Linked DNA regions of Hordeum vulgare: region 1 is linked to region 2. The links are chromatin contacts, called in public Hi-C maps. All regions are on one chromosome and are shown on one strand. Each heading gives the region's core, a stretch centred on a gene start, on an enhancer-like site or on the middle of the called end of the contact. The rest is flanking DNA. Distances are from core to core; before and after follow the strand shown. Region 1 holds the start of LOC123449047 (serine/threonine-protein kinase ATG1c-like). Region 2 holds the start of LOC123449041 (tropinone reductase homolog At5g06060-like).

Region 1 (4,386 bases), core at 966-3,465, 910 kb after region 2:
GATGATTTCATGGATACATAGTCGCCAATTTAACATCGATAGCATACATGTAATTACCATATTTGTATAGCATTCAGACAAAGCTGGTCCATATTTTTTGGCAGTTATTGTCTACCTAGGGCTGCCCCACTTGTTATCTGCACCGTAAACCATTATGGCAACTGCATAATGCACTGCTGTAATGCATTCATGATTGGTCAATAAATTCATATATGTATTGGTACAAGAACATCATTCCATCCATGATTTGGTATGCAAACATGTGCTCCATTTTCTCTTCTTGAGGACAATAGTTTCTTTGTCTATTTTTTAATATTTTGTTATGTGCAGTTTCTGACCTTTTGTTGCCTGTGATGTTTATCTAGGTTATAAGATTATCGGGAGCAACTCAGGAAGTCCCGAGATCTGTAATTTGTAATGTTCATGGAGTAAACCCGAAATTTATTGAAATTGGCAAATTAAAGCATCAACAAATATCTCAAAGAGAGCAATCATTCTTCAAGGGTGCATATTATATTGGAAAGATGGTCTGGAGTAAAGGCTACACAGAGCTGCTCCACCTGCTTCAGAAGCACCAAAAGGAATTGTCTGGTCTCAAGATGGAGCTGTATGGCAGTGGAGAAGATTCAGATGAAGTTAAAGCATCAGCTGAGAAACTCAATCTGGACGTTAGAGTCTATCCTGGTCGCGACCATGCAGATTCAATATTTCACGAGTGAGATCCTGTGTTTTCCCTATTCCTTAATTTATCTTTTTTCCTGTGCACCAAAGGGGCCACACAAGCGTTTTGGTAGCTACTAGTGCTAGTTCGAGCTATTCATTTCATGACAAGTGCTTTATGTCATCAATTTATTTCTAATCCAGCTGAGTTATATTCTATTGTTTGTTTCAGCTACAAGGTTTTCATAAACCCAAGCACAACAGATGTAGTGTGCACCACAACTGCAGAAGCCTTGGCGATGGGGAAGATTGTGATCTGCGCAAACCATCCTTCGAACGAGTTTTTCAAAAGATTTCCCAACTGCCACATGTACAGCATGGAGAAAGAGTTTGTGAGGCTAACCATGAAAGCACTGACAGAAGAGCCGATCCCACTGACAGAGGAACTGAGGCATGAGCTTTCCTGGGAGGCGGCGACAGAGAGGTTTGTCAGGGTTGCGGATATCGCACCAGCCACGCCCGCCAAGCAGCACCCTTCCTCGTCGCAGCGTTTCATGTACATCAACCCGGATGAGCTGAAGAAGAACATGGAAGAGGCGTCGGCATTCTTTCACAACACCATCTCCGGGTTTGAAGCCGCCCGCTGCGTGTTTGGCGCGATACCGAACAGCCTGCAGCCCGATGAACAGCAGTGCAAGGAGCTCGGGTGGAGACCCCAGGGGCTATAGCCTTTCCACCTCCATGCCGTTGCCGTCGATCATACGAGTTTACAACTAATTGCAGTTCAGTTGGGGGGCTCAGGGAACTAACTCTGAAACGGAGACATCTGTGCTCTGAAAAGGATTGCCGTTTGACTTTTGACAGGCCCTTGCTTTGCTTTTCCGGTGTGATGAAACTGCAGTTTTCCTTGGTGGCGTCCATCAGGTTCCTCTAATGCATCATATCCGTGTCTGGCGATTGTGAAGTCTAACAGCAGGTGAGGAGTGCTCCTGTAAATTTGCAAAGTTGAAGTCACTTCCTCATGTGGCATGTATGCTCTGTAACATGCGTGACAAGTACTGCCGTGTAAAGCCCGCTTGTGTTCCGCAACAATTCCATGTGCTGCCGCTCTTCGCCCATCTGAAAAAGTCTTGTATGTATATATTGGCATATTGCTTCGTTCTTGTGTGCCACTTGTTAAAACCTGGAGTGTGCTTTTGGTCGGGTGGCCTACGTGCCGACTGCCGAGCAGCAGCAGCGGGAGCGAGCACCAACCAGCAAGCGATGACGTGAGGCGTCGTGTTTCCTTCTGGTAGCAATTGACCCCCGCTCGACGCATCATCCGTCCTATACACATATCTCCGTCCACCTCACACGACGATTCCGACCAAATTCATAGTCAAGACAAACACACGCACTAAAACGCGTCTACACACATCTGATTATATTTTTATACAGTAATAAAACATCTAATAATTCGAAATAGAGGGTTTACTTTTTTTATATATAGAGAAAATAAACAAAATAGTATAGCAGCATGAATACATGATTGATGACGCAGAAGCGGATATATGATATTCCGGCAGCAGGGAGAGGGAGAGGGGAGGGAGGGAGAATCTTGCAAAAGACTGGGGAATCTGGCGAGGGCAGCGGATAGGGATAACCATCGAAACCACGCACGCCGCCGAGTGAACAAGTCCTTCTCATTTTCTTTTTCCTCTTCTCTGCTCCGTCTTCACGTTGTTGTTCCGCAGCAACACCAACGCCTACACGGTTGCTTCCCTTCTCCCCCAGCGCCGGAATCTCGAGTCCCTCCTCTCCTCCCCCAGCGCCGGGCGGGTAAATCGCGACGGCGCCCTAGAGCCCCCGAGCAGGCGGGGGATGGAGGACCGCGGCGGCGGGGGCGGGGGCGGGCGGCGGGTGGGGGAGTACGTGCTGCTGCGCCCGATCGGGTCGGGAGCCTACTCGCAGGTCTGGCTCGGGAAGCACGTCGCGCGGGGCACCGAGGTGGCCGTCAAGGAGATCGCCATGGACCGCCTCAGCGCCAAGCTCCGCGACAGCCTCCTCTCCGAGGTCGACATCCTTCGCCGCATCACGCACCCCAACATCATCGCGCTCCACGACTCCATTAGGGTAGGGTACCTCTCTCTCTCTCTCTCTCTCTCTTGCGCAATTGCTTTCGATCTGTTACTTTTGTTTACTTGTTTATGCCGATGTCTGCTGTGCATTATTAGCCTGATATATGCTAGAATTGGGACCCGCTGATGGCGATCTCTAGTTCGATTTGGTTTGGAATGCTCGCTTGGTAGACAACCCAAGCAAAGGATACGTTGGAACTTGATGTCTCCACCCTCCTCCTAGTCCTATCCACATAGATTCAGGGAAAAAATTGAAGAATTGAGCAAAATTTAATTTTTATCCTCAGTAGTAGATTCCAGAAGAATAACTGTTTTTCCTTATTGACAATGAAGTGATATATGTCGTGTGTATGTCTTTTAGGATGGTGGGAGGATATATCTCATATTGGAGTATTGTCGAGGTGGTGACTTGTACGCATATCTTCTACGGCATAAAAGGGTTCCTGAAACTGTTGCTAAGCATTTCATTCGGCAGCTAGGCAAGTATCTTCCGCCATCTACCGTTCCTTCCCATGCTTGATTCATGTCATGTGCCTTGTTCATAAATCTTTTGTTTCTGCAGCATGTGGTCTGCAGAAACTTCGTGAAAGTAATGTGGTTCATCGGGATCTTAAACCACAGGTCAGTTATCGCTGTCAACTGTTGGTTTACATTTCTCTGTGTATTTCCTGATCAAGAGTCTCACAAAAGAAATGCTATCTCTCAATATAGTTGCTTGATAATTTTATCAAACCATTGAATTATGATTTTTTATGCTTGTCCAAACAGAACATTCTTCTTGTTTCAAATAATGGAACTTCCATCTTAAAGATTGCTGACTTCGGGTTTGCAAAGTGAGTTACTCCTGTTCTGTTTCATTCATTTTTGGAGATAGAACATTAGTTGCTACTTTCCTCACATGACCTTGATTTAGTGAACTGAATCACAAATCCCTGCTTTTAATCTTTGTTCTAGTGGATGTCATGTAACATAGTGTTAGAGCATCACTAGTAGTACCCTCAAACCCTCAAACAAGTTTTAAGGGTTGAGAATTTGCATTTTTTGGCACTTTTAAGGGTTGAAAAACAGGGGCAAAGACTAGAACCCTCAAACCCAACCCTTATAACAAAAACAGGGGCAAAAACAGGAGAGCTCGGGGCGGCGCGGCTGCCTCTGGCCCGTCTCGCCTCTAGCGCGGCGGCGAGGAGAGCTCGAGGAGGCCTGGGGCCGGCCTGCCTCTGGCTGCGGGAGGCGGCGGGCGGATGGGGGGCGGGGCGCGGCAGGCGGCCTGGTGCGGGGGCGGCGGCTGGGGGAGGTCGAGGGGGCGGGGCGCGGCGGCGGCTTGGGGCGGCGGGGGCGGTCGCGCGGCTCGGTCGGAATGGCGGCGGGCGGGTGGCCGGAATGGCGGCGGCGGTTGGGGACGGGGAAAAGTCCCTCCCGCGCGACGATGGAACGGTTTGAGGGCTGGGGTAGTTTTCGCTCCCCAACCCTCACTTCTACAGGTTGGGAGGGAGTTTGAGGGTTGGATCCTCAAATTTTTTTGAGGGTTTGAGGGTTAAGGGGTTCTAGTCTACGCGTTTTTTTGCTCGCAAACTGTAAAAAAGCAATTATTTTTTAAGGATTTGAGGGT
Region 2 (4,479 bases), core at 1,925-4,424:
CACAATGACAAAGTGACATGGGGGTTTGAACCCCATGTTTGTGTCATGCACATCAACAACACCAATACTTATCACAAGCCAACCCCACACACAACATGCTCTCTCTCATATTAAACATGAGGAGGTGCACAACTTGCAAAGGTGGGAAGGTCCACACACACACATATGTCAAGCACAACATATAGCTAGTCCTACCCATGCTAGTTAGAACATACACTAGCTACACTCACATCATGATTCCAACACCTACACACCCAAGCTAATACACACACATCATGGTGTAGCTCAAACCTACACTCATGCTCACATGGGTGTGTATGCATAAGTGTGTGGGGAGACACACACACATGCACAAAACTACTACCACCAAAGCTTAAACTCAAGGGCTTGTGCAATTGCACAAGCATGTGTGTAGGGCCACACACACACTTGCACACACTCTCACCCTCAAGCACTCACTCACATACACATAAATCTACACATCTACCCTAACACACATGGACACTACATACATGCTCTATCTCTCTCACTCCTCTAACAAACAACAGGAAAAAAAATACATGAGGGCATTTGTAACCCATTGATCTAGGCATAGAGTAGCAAACAAAGCAAGGGAAAACAAAAAAATCAGAAAAAAAGAAAAGGGAAAAAATTGGGGTCTCTCTGGGATTCGAACCCCAGAGCCCCTCGTGCAACACACCACCCACAACCACTGCGCTACTGCTACTGCCGTTGACAGGAGAAGGAAAAGCACAGGTTAAGGCTTCCCTGAAGACCTCTGAACCGAAAAACAAGCAAACAAAAGACAGTGCCGAGGGGGGGACTCGAACCCACGCCCTCCTCATCAGGCACACGCACCACTACCACTACGCTACGACTCGACGACTGGCACATCCGCGTTGTGAAAATAGAAGAAGGCCTCTCTGCTGCTACGAGGCGTCCCGCCGGCGACCGAACCAGAGGGAGCTGGCGGCGCCTCTCACGACCATCTACGGCAGGAAGAAACCTCGGCGGGGGACGCGGGGAACCCAGGGGTTCCGTTTTCGCACTAAGCACGGGAAAAGGTGCCCGCTTGGCACCATGTCACTGCACCGGAGCTGCTGCTGCACTGACGCCGTGGTCTAGCGTCTACTCCGACAAGGCGTCGGCCGCTCCTATCCTACGCACGCTACGCCGAGAGGGGGAGCGAAAAAGGCACTACAGCTCACCTCGGCTCACCTACGGGAACGAACGGAGAGGAAGGAGGGGAGCGAGCCGATGCAGAGGAGGTGGCCGGTCGGGGAAGAAGAGGACGTCGAGGACGTCGAGGATGTCGAGGAGGAAGCCGTCGGGTGGCTGCGGGAACGTGACCTCCTCGGCCACCGCGTCCTCCTGGTACTGCTGACGGGGCGAGAAGTCGACTCCTGCTGCCGCTACGAGCTCATCGAGCTCCTCTCATGGCGGCCTTCGGGGTCCTGCCTTGACGGCACGAGGGACGAGGGGAGGGGAAAACGGCGCCCTAGGGTTGCGGGGAGGAGGGCCGGTCGCTTAAGTATCCTCGGGAGGCACACTTGGAGCCACCAGATCGATGGGAAGGGAGATCAGTGGTGGAGCGTTGATCGTACGTGCATGACGTCGGGGAAGAAGAAGATGCGCCGCTAGCTGGGCTGCTACAACGAAGAGTTACGGGCCAGGGAGAGGAGTTGCAGCGAGAGAAAGAGAGGGAATGGGCCGCCAGGGAGAGGGAGCCCACCTTAGGCGCCACATAAGGAAGAAAAGAAAAACATCCTAAGCTTATTCCTATTTACAGAAATAACAGGGAGAAAAGAAAAGCCCAAGATAAACTACAAGTGCTAAAATAGAAATGACACTTGCATTGGACATGTAAAATCTAAACCTAATTAATAAAAATAGAAACAAGAGTTTAGGAGCACGTAAATATTTTACAAAACAGAATTTACTTGGTCTGTTTTGTAATTATATGCCCCTCAAAACATGTTTTAAAAATAGCAAACCCACCACTCCATATCCCACACATAACCTGCTAAACCATGGGCATTTTTAAAAGAGGGAAGGGAGAAGGGAATCTAGACATAGGAGAATTAGAGAGGAGGGGTGGAGATGGTTTTGAAACCTAAGCACTTACTATCACATGCACCACTCCACTCAAGCCACACAAGCATGAAATCACAAGATCACATAAATCACACCTAGCAAGATCACATGCAATCATATCAAGACATAGCATCATAAGGTATGGCAAGGATGGTATGACATGGATGCATGCATGCAAAAGAAGAACACAAGGTGACACATGAAATCATACATGCATAGATAACCCTCATGACAAAGTCAAGGTGGTCCCACATGGAAGGTTACAAAAAGGGAAAATCTTACACTTGGGGCACTACACCTTAACAAGAAAACAGGCTCATTTCACCAAGGCACAAGAGGCAGCCCGCAAAGATATTGAGAGAGCTTTCGGTGTTTTGCAAGCAAGGTTTGCCATAGTTCGGGGTCCAGCTCGGTTTTGGAACAAAAAAACCTTGATGAACATCATGAAATGTTGTGTGATTCTACACAACATGATCCTAGAGGATGAGAGAGGGTTAAACCTGCCTTGTTTCTATGACAATGTTGATACCCGTGTGCAACCGGAAAGAAATCCTTCTCGCATACAAGCTTTTCTTCAAGCACATCGTGAGATTGAGGATGGAACCACTCATGGTCGGCTCCGGGATGATCTAGTAGAGCACCACTGCATTTGGATGAACGGCGCATTGGCCCATGATGTATTTTTGTTTTACTTTTCTATGTCCTATTTGATTCGAACAATTGTTGTAATTTGCTCAAACATTGTTGTAATGATTTGAATGATTATTGTTTTATTCGGTGGTGTAATAATAACTAGAATGATTATTGTTTTATGTCAAATGTGATTGAATTTGTGATATGTCATATGATGAAATGTGTGATATATGAAATGACAGTTTTAAGGGTTGGGGTTGGGGCAAAGACTAGAACCCTCAAACCCAACCCTTATAACGGAATGGGTTTGAGGATTCTAGTCTTTGCCTCTGTTTTTAACCCTTAAAAGTGTTACAAATTATCAATTCTCAACCCTTAAAACTGTTTTAGATTTAAGGATTTAAGGGTTCTACTAGAGATGCTCTAACCCTAGGATCCAAACAGGTCCATAATACCTCACTCTCAGTGTGTACCAGTTGAGTTCATCTCCGCCCACTTGTTCCTCACAGATAAGCACAGAAGGCGAAGAGAGCGGCGGGTGGTTGGCGGGCCGATGGCTGCGGCGGAGACGTCGGGATCGAGCCAGCCGGGCGCTCCAGGACGGTGGTCTCTTCACGGCAAAACGGCTCTCGTCACCGGAGGCACCCGCGGGATCGGGTACCCCTCGGACACCTCTCTCTCTTCACCAGCAGCGCCCCAAACCCCGAGAGTTTCCCTCGATGGCCGGCCTGAATAGCCCGTGTGATGCGCAGGCGTGCGGTGGTGGAGGAGCTTGCCGCGCTGGGGGCGGCCGTGCACACCTGCTCCCGGAAGGAGGCGGAGCTTGGCGAGCGCCTCAAGGAGTGGGAGGCCAGGGGCTTCCGCGTCACAACCTCCGTCTGCGACCTCTCCGTCCGGGAGCAGCGGGAGCGCCTGATTGGCGAGGTCGCCGAACGCTTCGGAGGCAAGCTCAACATCCTCGTGAGTTGGAACCAGATCGCATGTTCATTTCTCTTCTTTCTTGTTCCTACGATCCTATCCATTCGTCAGAAATGCAGTATTATCGTCTTTTACTTCTCTGGGAATACCAGCCTGCTGTGAGTTGCAGTCAAGCACACACGCGTAGTTGAAACTTGAAACTCACCCCCTAAATGCCCATGTACTTCCCCATCCTACAAATGAAACAGTATATAATATGGAGATAAATGAAGCACGGAACATGGAAAATCAAACACGGAGCCCTTCGGAAAGTCAAGTAGTACTACATCCACTGGTCCGTGCAATCATCGCCGGATGTAGCTTGCGAACTACTTTCTCCGTCCCTAAGCATAAGTCTTTTTAGAGATTGCACTATGGACTATATACGGAGCAAAGTGAGTGAATCTACACTCTAAAGTATGTCTATATACATCTGTATGTAGTTTATAGTAAAATCTCTAGAAAGACTTATATTTAGGAACGGAGGGAGTACAAAGGCTCTCACCTGTCCGCCTCTCGCTATCAATCATGTCCATGTGTTTATTTACGGAGCCTTCTTCACTTTCAACATCATGTGTTTGAGTTGATGCGTCTTTTCTCTCAGGTAAGCATATATAACATGTTGATTTCACGAAAACACACTGCAGACAGACATTCCCAATGAAATGATATTTCATATCTTAATAATGCTGCATAAAACAGTCGAATTCAAGATCTGAAAATTTGTAAACACAAGGTTGAATGAGATGTGTTGATGGCTGTACTATTATTACGACAGATGCAAAACCTGATGTT

Evidence for each region. A called contact is a pair of places that touch in the nucleus more often than the background predicts.
Region 1: a Hi-C map of seedling shows a contact between it and region 2, with 4 times the contacts expected there. The contact joins the promoter of LOC123449047 here to the promoter of LOC123449041 in region 2. A contact is called at or near these places in 2 of 6 Hi-C or Micro-C datasets (leaf and seedling).

Annotation. Positions count from the first base shown.
Region 1 is chr4H:482,248,839-482,253,224 of MorexV3_pseudomolecules_assembly, forward strand. It overlaps LOC123449047 (serine/threonine-protein kinase ATG1c-like), which reads left to right and starts at 2,216. Exons shown (of 13, transcript XM_045126117.1): 1 at 2,216-2,772; 2 at 3,139-3,256; 3 at 3,340-3,398; 4 at 3,546-3,610. The coding sequence starts at 2,521. It overlaps LOC123449044 (digalactosyldiacylglycerol synthase 2, chloroplastic-like), which reads left to right. Exons shown (of 5, transcript XM_045126114.1): 4 at 366-715; 5 at 893-1,818. The coding sequence ends at 1,388.
Region 2 is chr4H:481,335,394-481,339,872 of MorexV3_pseudomolecules_assembly, forward strand. It overlaps LOC123449041 (tropinone reductase homolog At5g06060-like), which reads left to right and starts at 3,175. Exons shown (of 5, transcript XM_045126110.1): 1 at 3,175-3,384; 2 at 3,480-3,687. The coding sequence starts at 3,281.